Linked DNA regions of Nomascus leucogenys: region 2 is linked to region 1. Evidence: chromatin contacts called from public Hi-C data. All regions are on one chromosome and are shown on one strand. The core of a region is the stretch at or near the end of the contact, and the rest is flanking DNA. Distances in the headings are between cores, read along the strand shown. Region 1 holds the start of TRAPPC2L (trafficking protein particle complex subunit 2-like protein). Region 2 holds the start of CDH15 (cadherin-15).

What was found. A called contact is a pair of places that touch in the nucleus more often than the background predicts.
Region 2: a Hi-C map of a lymphoblastoid cell line shows a contact between it and region 1, with 3 times the contacts expected there. The contact joins the promoter of CDH15 here to the promoter of TRAPPC2L in region 1. A contact is called at or near these places in 2 of 4 Hi-C or Micro-C datasets (both in a lymphoblastoid cell line).

The regions. Positions count from the first base shown.
Region 1 is chr2:155,040,723-155,046,476 of Asia_NLE_v1, forward strand. TRAPPC2L (trafficking protein particle complex subunit 2-like protein) reads left to right here and starts at 1,287. Exons shown (of 5, transcript XM_003280611.4): 1 at 1,287-1,404; 2 at 2,836-3,008; 3 at 3,886-3,973; 4 at 4,115-4,194; 5 at 5,642-5,754. The coding sequence starts at 1,372. The coding sequence ends at 5,690. GALNS (N-acetylgalactosamine-6-sulfatase) reads right to left here and starts at 1,209. Exons shown (of 13, transcript XM_030820297.1): 1 at 978-1,209.
Region 2 is chr2:155,345,682-155,351,772 of Asia_NLE_v1, forward strand. CDH15 (cadherin-15) reads left to right here and starts at 3,097. Exons shown (of 14, transcript XM_030820454.1): 1 at 3,097-3,226. The coding sequence starts at 3,185. It also overlaps the pseudogene LOC105739403.

The DNA.
Region 1 (5,754 bases), core at 37-2,536:
TGAAGGCCCCTGTCAGGGTCTCTGCTGGTCTGGAGCCAGCACACAGGGGCTGAGCGACATCGACGGCCCAAAACTGTCTGGTATTCGGTGTCGTCCCAGTCCTCACACACAACGTGAGCACAGCGGGACAGGTGTGACCCCCCCAGGTGAGGCGGCTGAGGTTCAAGAGTGGAAGTGACCCCCCAGCTTGGAGACACCCCAGGTGTGTCTGGGGTCCTGCACGGTGACCCGTGCCCCAGGCAGACTCATTCCTGAGTCTCCAGGGGGCTCCCACAAGGAGTTAGGGACGGAGGCCTCCAGGCCGGCTCTGTGACCCCGACCCCGCACCTGCCCACCAGGAGACATTCCAGCCTTTCAGTTCTTCAGACCTCAGGGACACCTGACCTTTGCTCAGCGTTCTTCAGGGAACAGAGACAGCCACCAGGTAAGACTGGAGCCCAGCGGGGGGACCCGGAGGCCAGAGGTGGCGGGAGTGATTCCCAGGGCGACGCAGCTCTCAGGCAGAGCGGCAGGAGCAGCCCCTTCCTCCCTTTGGGGAGGCCACGCTGCGCGCCCACCTTCCCAAGAGTAGAGAGCGGGAAAGGTCAGACGGGGGAGGCAGGGCCCAGTAGCACGCCGGCCACCCACCTGCGAGGGAGGACGCTGTCCCGGTCACGCTGCAGTTGCAGCGCGTGTGGTGACCGCTGACCGCCGAGACCCCACGCCTGGATCCCGCGGCCACTCCCCGCGGGGCCTCCCCCCACCCCGCAAGGGGATACCCCCCTTCCCCTCCTCCCCGCGCGGGACCCCCCCACCTTCCCCGCACCCCGCCCGCCCTCCCCCCACCCCCCCCTCCCCACCCCCCACCCCCCCCTCCCCCACCCCCCCCCCCCCCCCCCTCCCCGACCCCCCCCCCCCCCCCCCCCCACCCCCCTCCCCGACCCCCACCGCCACCTCGCTCCACCCCGGCCCTGCCCCGTCCCACCGCCCGCACTCACGTCGTCCATGAGCAGGAGCAGGATGTTGGGGGGCTGCGGGGCGCCCGAGGCCCCCATCCCCGCGGCGCTGAGCACCAGCAACAGCCGCCACCACCTCGTCGCCGCGACAACCGCCGCCATGGCAACCACGGGAGCCTCGGAGCCCGGGCCAGCGAGCCGACCTAGCGAACGTCCGCCGGCCCTTCCGGCTGGGCTGCGGGGCGGGGCCTGGACGGCCACGTGACCAGAGGGGCGGGGCCAGAGTCCGCGGAGGGACGGGAGGCGGGGCCTGGACCTACTCGTGACCAGCGGGGCGGGGCCTGAGCCAGCTGCGTGACTGGCGGGGCGGGGTTTGGGAGGCCGCGTGACCAGCGGCGGGTCACGTGATGCGGTGCCTGGCGCCGGGCCTCCCAAGATGGCGGTGTGCATCGCGGTGATCGCCAAGGAGGTGCGTACGCGCGGCGTGGGGCGTCCGGGCCCGCACCATCCTCGCCTCTCCGCTTTCTTTCCCCTTCTTCCCTGGGCCTAGAAGGCACCTTAGGAAATGGGACCTGGAGGAGGCCTTCCCCGAGCTCCAGCGGTCAGGGGCTTCGCAGTGGACGAGCCGCCAGGCAGACCCTGAGACCCCAGTTCCGCGCTCGCCCGTCCCGCTGCTGAACGCACCCCTCGACGCCCCAGGTCTCCTCCCCGCCAGGACCCACCAGAAACCTAGGTGGTCCCGGGCACTGCCTCCGTCCTCCGTCCTCAGCAGGTTCTGCCCGTTCTCCCGTCCAGCGCTGGTTCCCCGCGGACGGCGGCCCCGGCCCTCCTGCCAGTATCCCCGGAGCCGAGTTAAAAACAAATCGGATCCTGTCACGCCTCTGCCTGAGACCTCTGCAGTGGCTTCTCGTTGCCTTAGGATGGTGTCTGAATAACCTGGTCTGGGATCCTTTCCCCCCCATAACCCTTGGCACCCTCCGCTCCAACCAAACAATTCTGCAGCTCCCTGGACATGCTCTGCCCTCTTACCTCTCAGCCTTTGCACGCGGAACACCTCTCCCCAGCTCCCATCCTCTTTACTGGCCCACATATATTTCAACTGGAAAGCATTTTCTGAAGGCTAAGACTGACCTGGGTGGCTGTCCACCCTCCTGCTGCACGGAGCCTTCGTTTCCTAGCCAGGGTCTCCCCTGAGACCGGACTCGAGGCCGCTCCCTGCTGGGCGGTGACTGCTGCTAAGCTGCTCATGGGCTTCCCTCTTGGCCACAGATGATCATTTGCTTGTTTGTGGGTTTATTGACTAGGTATCACTCCCCACGAGGGTAGCGAGGACTCTTGTTCACTGTATTTCTGCAGGACCTAGTGCTGAACAGACAGGGTAAATGGCGGTGTGTGAAAGCCCAAGAAAGAAGCTGTTAATGCTGGTCTTACAATGGTCAGAAATGCAGAGATGAAGGGAATTTGAGCTGAGTCTTGAAGAGTTTAGTAAAAGGGCCGCTGTCAAGGTGAAGAAAAGCCAGTATTTAGGGTGCTGTATTTGGGTGACCCATGCAGAGTTAGAGGTGGGCTGAGGCAGAGTGGCCTCCAGGAGAAGATGAGAGGCCTGCCCAGGTGCCAGGCTTGCTCGGCAGGCTGTGCTCAGGCCCATTTTTCTGATTCATTTTTTCTTTTCTGCCCACCCTACTGCTGCTGCTTTGCAAACAACACATAAGTCTCTTTAGGTCACATGGGATTCCCTGAAGGCAGTGCCCACTGCGGCATGGAGAATGAAGCGGTGGGCCTTAGAGAAGGGGAATGCATTTCCCAGGTGGCTGCAGGTCATGGCTCTGCAGCCTAGTTCGGAGCTGGTGTGCGCTGGGTGGAGTCTTGTCCTTTCAGTGGCCGTCATCCTTTCTTGCAGAATTACCCGCTCTATATTCGCAGCACCCCTATGGAGAACGAGCTGAAGTTCCACTACATGGTGCACACGTCTCTGGACGTGGTGGATGAGAAGATCTCCGCGATGGGGAAGGCCCTGGTCGACCAGAGGGAGCTGTACTTGGGCCTGCTCTACCCCACGGAGGACTACAAGGTGTATCTTTCAGGGCAGGGTGTGTGTCAGGGAGGACCTACAATTGCAAGGTGTACTTTAGGATCAGATAACTTGAAACTTTTGAGAAGAAAAAAAAAAAGAGGTGAGAGTTTTTAGCCAGCCAGGGAATTAGGGAAGCCTGAGGTGAGTGAAGGCCTCTAACTCTTCTCTCTCTTTTATTGGAAGAGTCATTTGGGAAAAGCAAGGCTAGAATTCCCTGTAGGATGTTTTGGTTTGCATGTGTCCGTTGTCTGGTTTGCAGAGGAACTGGGACACTTCTGCTTTGTACCTGCAAGGATTTCTTTCTGTGCTTTTCAAGGGGAGCCACCACCTTTGAGCAGGGGATAACAGTTTCATTTATTTTCTTAGGCCTTGCCTCGTACGTCACTAGACACTCTCGTCTAGTCCCTTGGGACAGATCACTTGAGGCCATGGAGTTCAAAGACCTTCCCAAAAGCAGTAATGTAGCTTGTCCATGGTGACATTTGCTAGTAGCCACTATTTTACAAGATAATGTGGCCTCTAGAGATGGGATCTGCCTTGTTTATGAAGCCTCTGGTTTTGCAGTTAACTTTCTGGGCCAGGCATTGATTCATAAAGAGGGTGAGGTGTTCCAGACAGACAGAGTCTAGGTGGTTCGGCTCCTGGAGTGTGAACTGGGTAAGGCTTGGCTGCCTGCTCTTTGCTTCTCCTGCAAACACCAGACGTCGCCCTAGCAAAGTATTTAGGCTTGTACCCAGCACGGCCACTGCAGGACCAGCCCAGCCTGGGCATTTCCTGTGATTCAAGGTTGCCACGTTTCTCCAAAGTGAGGGCCCGCAGAGGGCCCTCCGCCGGCAGTCCCTGTGTTACGAGTGCCTTCCCTAACCAGCTGTGCAGATACGGCTACGTCACCAACTCCAAGGTGAAGTTTGTCATGGTGGTGGATTCCTCCAACACAGCCCTTCGAGACAACGAAATTCGCAGCGTAAGTTGGGGTTGGAAGGCCGTGCCCGAGTGGGCGTTTTGTTTTTCCTTTTTCACTTTGTTTTGAAATGCTGAGAAACCAAAAAATCTTGCACTGGCTGTGTGTACGTGGCAAGGTCACGGTTTGCTGGGTCTTTTTCAGATGTTCCGGAAGCTACACAACTCCTATACGGACGTTATGTGCAACCCCTTCTACAACCCGGGGGACCGCATCCAGTCCAGGTGGGCCCTACTTTCTGTGTCTTGCCGCCTTCTTTCTGTAGGACCTGCCTTGCCATTTTGGTTGCCAAAATGCAACCATTTGGAAAATAAGGGAGGAAAGGTCTTTTTAAGCTATGAGCACCATCCCCCTAGGGCAGAGGTTTTAAAGCCACAAAGCCCTGTTTCTCCACATCAACTCTTACAGAGATCTCCAGCGCATAAAGTGGATAGAGTGTGTGTGGTGCGGGGAACAGAGCTTGCCCATTTGTCTTCCCAGGTGTGCCCAGTGGGTACCTGGGGCGCCTGCAGGACTCAGGCCAAGCACATGGGCAGTGGCTTTGAGGGATCACACATCTTCTTGCAGCTACCTGATCTTTTATGTTGAATTTGAACAGTCGGGAACCTGGTTTGCAGGCGTCTTCCGAATAGTCCACAAAGTCAACAGATTTAACTTTTGAACATCGTGAGGGAAATGTGGGGTCCACGCCCACACTCCAGACTTGCTTCCAGTGAGTCCCCAGTTCTAAGACATCATTCCCTGTGGTTGGCAGGCAAGAGGACGCTGCAGTGACCCAAGCCAGGCCCTTCCCTCCACCAGGACACTGTCTCGGGGCCATCCTGGTCCCAGATGGGAGCAGGCAGGCGAATGTCCACGCAGACTTGCCTCCTGGGCTGCCCAGGGCCGTCCTTGTCACACCACCGCCTGTGGGCGGCAAGCCATCCGGGCGCTGAGGCAAGAGACCGGGGACGCGAGCTGTTCCGGTATAATAAAATATAAAACAAGAATAGTTATACCACATATAGATCTTAGATATGATTATATATGAATATCATTAATCATTAGTTGGTAGTAATTACTCTTTATTCCAATATTATAATAATTTTCACTCTATAATCATAACCTAGGAAAAACCAGGCCATACAGAGATAGGAGATGAGGGGACATAGTGAGGTGTGACCAGAAGACAAGAGTGCGAGCCTTCTGTTATGCCTGGACAGGGCCACCAGAGGGCTCCTTGGTCTAGCAGTAACGCCAGCGTCTGGGAAGATGCCCATTGCCAGGCGGACGGTCTCTAGCAGTGGCGAAAAGTGTCAAGGAACAACACCCGCTACTTAGCGGGTATAACTGTTCTTGTTTTATATTCTACTGGAACAGTTCGTGTCCTCGGTCTCTTGCCTCGGCGCCTGGGTGGCTTGCCGCCCACACCGCCCTGCCTGCCCACACTGCTCCCTCCTCCACCCCTTCCTGGGGCCTTGGGAGGCTGCACAGGGAACTTGGAGGCAGCCAATGGGATCTCAGTGCCCTGTGGGGCGGGAGTCCTGTCCTGGCCTGTCAGCAGAATTCACATTTCTGGACCCTGGAGAAGTCCCCCAGGGTCCTATGGACGGAGCCATGGTGCCCGGCCTGTCTCTGTGAGCAGAGGGGTGGAAGGCCTGGCCTTCCTCTGAGTGGGTCTGTTTCTCTTAGCAGGGCCTTTGATAACATGGTGACGTCGATGATGATACAGGTGTGCTGAATGAGCTGTGCTGCCAGCCATCGCAGAGGAGCCTGCACGTGACTGTGGTGGGGCCGTCGGTCTG
Region 2 (6,091 bases), core at 1,847-4,346, 310 kb after region 1:
AGGGCATGGCCCATGGCCGACACCAGGCTCCCGGCCAGGGCCCACCTGTGTTTGTCTCCTCACCCCGGCCTCCTCCAGCCTCAGGCCCTGCCTGTCAGACGGGGGCACCTGCCCAGGGGGTCCTCAGGGAGCAGTTGCTATCTGCAGAGCAAGCCCCCAGAGCCCCTGCCACAGGCACCCCAGCCTCAGGTCAGGTCTAGAATGGACACAGCCCCCAGATGGAGACCAGGGCCTCCCCACACCGGGATCCCCTCCCTTGGTGTTGGGTGCCACCCAAACTCCCTGGACGTCTCCCCTCTGCCCTCCACGCCCCGCACCCTGGGTAGGAGCCGCCTTCACACCTGCTAACCCCTGCCCTCCAGCCCCCACTACCTCTCCGGTAACGGGGCTGCATCTGGCCTAAGCCCTGGGCCTCCACAGGGCCCCTGTCCAGCACACCTGGCTCAACCCCAGCGTCCTGCATCACGCCTGCCCCCTAGTGGTTGGGGTATGCTGTATATTTATACACTGTAATTACATAAATACAATCTAATAATTGAAGGTCAAGTGCACTGTGCGATTACAGAATCACTCCAGAGCAGACACCATGGCGTCTCAGCTGAAAACCGGCACCCGCCTGCATCTATCGTGAGAAAGTTGGAAATTCCTCAGCCCACCCTGGACCACTGCTTCCGATGTCAGGAGGAGTGGCCCAGGGCTGGGGGGTGGGGGGACCTCTGGGACATCCAGGACTGCAAGGCTTCTGGGGGGTCCGGGACCCTGTTTGTTGTCCCCCAGTTCCTCATACTGGGGAGAGGAAATAGGGTGGGAACTGAGGCTGTGGACAGGGAAGCCCCTCTACACCTCAGCCGGCCCCACCCCCACCCCATGCCCATGAGGTGCGTCCCCCGAGCTGGAGAGTTGAGGTGAGCAAGGCAGAGGGCAGGAGTGATGGGGGTGAGTCCCAAAGGCTCAGGACTGCAGACTCTGGAAAAAGAGGAGAAGGCCCAGAGTGGGGTCCTAACTGGAGGCTTGGGGTGCAGAGGGAGGGTCCGGCTTCTCCAGGTCCACCAGGAAAGCTCTTCTAGGGCTGATGGTCCTGCAGCCGAAAATGTAACCCTCCCCCACTGCACAGGACCTCCAGACTCAGGGTACCGAGCCCTTCCCTGCCACCTTCCTCTGACACAAGGGGAAACTGAGGCCCGGGGGAGAACCTCCAGCCCAAGGCTCCCAGCTGGGACTGGACCCAGGCTCCTGCCTCCTGACCTTCCTGCTGCCCTGGGAGCATGTGGAGTGGGGTCCCTCGCTGGGGGCACCTGTCCCTGGGGGATGGCCCGACAGCCAGGGAGCACGCCCTCCCACAGTGGCCAAGGCGGCTGCCTCCCTGGCCGCGCCCTGCATTTGGGGCTCACCGAGGACCTGGCCCAGCTTAGCCTTTCCCTTAGAGACCCCCACATCCCATGGAGGAGGGATTTGGCCTCCGTTTCTCCCCGAGATGGGTGGGAGGCAGGTGGTTGAAGCGAGGTGGGTGCAGGGTGGAAGCGGAGAGGAGCTGGGGTTGGCAGACGGCAGCCTCCCCAGACCTCTTTCTGTGGGGAGGGCGAGGACTCCTACCTCACTCCCGCAATAGTCCCGTGAGGATGAAAACCAAAAGCACTCAGAGGGCTTCTCCACCCGTATTTTGAGGTCACTGACCACAGAGGCAGGACGGTGGTCCCCAACAGGCTACACCCCAGCCCCAGAGGCCTCCCAGTCTGGAGATGGACTCCCTGCCCTCTCTCATCTTGGAGCAGTGAGCACTAGGGACAGTCCTGGCCTGAGTCTCCCGGGCAGCCCGGCCTCCTTTCAAGCAGGCCAAGTGCACAGATGGTGCCTGCACCTGCACAGCCACCCACAGTCGACATAAGAGCAGAAGCACCGGGCCTGCTCCCATCACAGAGAGGAACGGGCTCCCCAGCCCGGCCCCGAGCTGGTCAGCAACCCCCACTCCCCACCCTGCCTGCTCAAAAGAAAGGGTCCTCCTGCCTCCAGCCCCCTCCACCCTCCCTCCAGGACCTTCCTGACCGTGCGCTGGGCCTGTGCAGGTGTTGAGCCCCACCCACGCCCTCCCAGGGGGCGGGGTCTGGAAGAGGAGAGCAGGTGCCACAGTCAACAGGAGGGAGGGCTTCTGGCCGAGGTGGCAAGGAGGCTCCAGGAAAGGGCAGCGCTGACCTTGGGTGTTGAGGGCTGATGAGAAGGAGTTCTGTAGGAAGGAAGGTGCTCCAGGCAGGGGGCCTCGGGGAACAAGGGGATGCGGGAGGAGGCGCGTGGACTGGGGGAATTGGGGGTGTCCTACGAGCCACGCTGGTATCAGAGGCGTGTGAACTAGAGAGTTCCATACTGAATAGGAGCTGGGCAAAATGAGGCTGCGAGGAGGTGCGTGGAGGGTGGGCCCAGTGTTCAGTGGGATACGGGGAGGCGCAGGAGACGCAGCCAGAGCGGCGAGGGGCCCAAGGAAGTGCTCAGGAGGCGTCCCCCGGTAGGGACTGCAGTGCAGACGCCCTGGAGCAGGGGCGAGCCGGGCCCAAGGAGCAGGAAATGAAGAAGCCACGAATCCCAGATGGTCCCTGACCCGGCCGCACCCACCCTGCCTTGCCCACAGCCTGGCCTCTGGCTCTGCTCCCAACGCAGCAGCCGGGGTATCTCCGACCTAGCCCTACCCCTGCCCGCTGGAGCCCCGCACAAGCTATCACTCAGCCCTCGGCCCCGCCCCGGCCCCACCCCATCCTCTCACAAGGTGTCAATCAACCCTCGGCCCCGCCCCGCCCGCCCCTTCCTCCTCTGGCTCCGCCCCACCAGCCTCGTGCGGTCACCGCCCCGCAGGCGCACCTGCGCTGTCACTCAGCCCTCGGCCCCGGCCCCGCCCACCTGCCCCACTCGCACACGGGCTGTCACTCAGCCTCCGGCCCCGCCCTAGCCGCCAGAGGCTCCGCCCCACCCGCCTGCCCACACGCTGTCACTCAGCCTTAGCCCTGCCCAGGCCGGCCCTCGGCCCGTCAGAGGCCTCCTTCGTGCTGTCACTCAGCCCTTGCCCTGCCCCTCCCCGCCCCCCTCACACGTGCTGTCTCTGGCCCTGGCCCGCCCGGCGCACTTGCGCTGTCACTCAGCCTGGACGCGCTCCTTCGGGTCGCGGGTGCACTCCCGACCCGCTCCCGCCCCGGCCCCGATGGACGCCGCGCTCCTCCTCGTCCTCGGGCTGTTGGCCCAGGTAAGGCATCGGCACCTGCGGGGGTCCCCGCTGCCTCCCTCGGCCCTGCGGGACAGTGTCTTCAGCTGCAGCCGCACAGGTCTCCCCCAGAACCGCTGGCCCTGGCCGCCTTTGGGGGCCTGTGACCTGAGTGGCCCCGGGTGGGTCCGTGGGCTGGGGGCAGCACCCCAGGGGTTGTGGGGAGGGAGTGTAACCAAACACTCCACCTGGTGGAATCACCCCCAGGACTGCAGAGTCCTGCTGGGGTCAGGGACCCCAGGCAGGGACCACCCAGGTAGCCGTGCCCTCTCTTTGGAGGAACCCCTGCCGGGGTCTGGGGGCTTGCCAGTCTTGAGTGGAGCAGAGAGAGAGGGGGAACGGCAGGAGTGCCCCTCTCTGGGGGGTCTGGGGGCCAGGTTTCCACAGGGGCTCCCTGCGGTGGGCTCAGGACCCCTGGCTAGTCTTGGGTGATGTCCAAATCCCCCACCGCAAGTTCCCGGCCAGCAGGGGTGGCTGCAGGCCCTGCCCCCAGGAACTCACACTCACGGCTACTTCTCGATTGGGAGGTCCCAGCCCGAGCCAGGTCCCAACACACAGGGCCTTGTAGACTGGCGTGTGGCAGCCCTGGGGGCTCTGTTTGTGGGATTCACCTGGGACCCTGCCGCAGCTGCCTGGGGTGATCAGGCCTGGGGGCCCAGCCCCCAGAGCCTGCTGGACTCTGCCCCTAAAAATCTTCTCTGGACTGCTGGCACCATGGTGTCTCCAACGTGGGAGCAAGCCAGCGTGGAAGGAAGCCCAGGCCTCGGCCCCCCACACCCGCCATTTGTACTGCCTAGCTGGAGCCACGTCTCCTCACACCCTAGGGGGACCTAGACATGGAGGATGTGGCCTCAGTGGCTTCAGCCCCCAGGGACTGGGCTGGGCTAAGGCACGGCCGGCTGTGGTTCGGACATCACTGGGCACAAGAGAGCAGCGTCTCTCTTGCCAATTCAAGAGAGAATGCACACAAAGGGCTTAGCGGTGCTCACAGCATTCATTGCTCTTGTGGTCCTAGGGTGGTCAGGGAGTGCTGGACACAGCGAGTAAGGGAAGCCACTCCTTTCCCAGCCCCCACTGAAGGGGCTTCCTGAGTCCCCTCATTCCCACAGGCCTCCCAGCTCCAGCTGGCTCCAATTTCAGCCCCTGGCAGCTGACCAGGCGCCTGGCCAGCCAGACCCTCCAGCAGCTGCCCCTGAGGGGCACCATGGCTCCTGCCACCCCCCACTCCCCCATCTGGAGACAGTGGCGGGGGAGACAGTGGTTCAGCATGCGTGCTCAGCCCCCAGCCCTCCACCCCTCAGCCCTCCCAGGACCGCAGGCTGGGGGGCTGCATGCCTCCAGGGCCCTTCCCCACCTGCTCTGGGGACAGCGTTTCTTCCCTGGCACCGCAACCCGGGGCATGGTGGCGGGGAGGCCGGCGCCTGTGAAAACATTCCTCGAGACCTCTTCCTTTGGATTTGGGAGTGTTTGCCTTTCAACAGGCCCCAGGGGGGCTCTGTGGCAGGTGGGGAGGCAGGCAGGACCTCTCCCTCCCCAGAAGTCTCCCCTCTCACTGTCCCTTCTTTTCGCCCCCAGGGCTGGGGGACAATAGCACCCTCCCCTGACAGCTGGAGGCTGGGGGAGGTGGTGGAGGTGGGGGTCAGCTGGCAAGGGGACTATAGCCAAGGCTCGAATTCACTCCGCTGTGAGGCAAAATATGTCAGTGTCAGGACCCTGCCTGCCCCTCCCCCAGCAGCTCAGCTTTCAGGACTGTGTGCTCTCCTGGGCAGCCTCGGGGTCCCGGGCCGCCTCCTGCTGAGCCCCCAGGCAGGCAGCGTGGGCCCATCAGGGCCTTCCCCAGGTGAGGGGTTCCTCCCCTGCTCAGGCCACCTCTGATTGCTGAGCTCACTCAGCCCCACCCAGAGGGTGTCTTCAGAACTGGCCCCTGTCAGCGCTGCTGCACCTACACCGTCCTAGTTGCTGGTTCTACACCTGGAACCCCACCCCAGCTGGGAGGTGGCTGAGGTCTGGGGCAGCACTGCTGACTCACAGAGAACCCCAGCCTGCTGGGAAGGGCCCCACTTCTGCATCTGGGTTTTGGGAGCTCCTTGGGCTCTGGGAGACAGAGTCAGCAGCACCCTGGGGGCCAGGCGGGGGCTCTTAGCTCGGGTGACTGTGACCGAGGCCAAGAAGGGAAGTGGCTCCCAGGCCACTGTTCTTCCCACAGTGGCAGGACAGCCCCAGACACTGCTTTGGAGGGACAGCTGCCTCCACGCCTCTTCTTCCACATCCCTTCTCTGAAACCCGCAGCAGCTAGAGAGGGTGGGGCCCAGGGAAGATGCTCCAGCCGCTCTGGGCCAGGCCAACAACTGGCGCCATTCCTGGCATACCTGGCCATCCAGGAACGGGGTGGCCCCAGATTCCAGCCTGGGGGAGGGGTTGAAGCCTGAGAAGCTTGAGGGGCCTTCACACTGCCTTCCCAGGCAAACCCACCCACGCGCTACCAAGCGTGTTCCTAGAATCTCGAAGCATCCTTCTTTGGAAAATCGGGGGAGCAGGAGTGCGAGGTCAGCCCCAGAACTGCTCCTCATTCCCCCCTCGCAGTGGTGTTTGTAAACCACATTCCCGCCTCGCAGTGGTGTTTGTAAACCCCATTCCCACCTTGCTTTGGTGTTTGTAAACCCCATTCCCGCCTCGCAGTGGTGTTTGTAAACTGTAGCGAGCGCTCCATGTGTGCGGAGTTTCTCACGCAGCAGCCCCTTGGGGTTCAGTGTCAGGCTAGCAGCAGATCCCAAGGCAGAGGCATTAAGTCCCAGGAGCTTGGCTGCAGGGTGGTGGCTCCAGACGTCTCAAGGGCTTCAAGCTGAT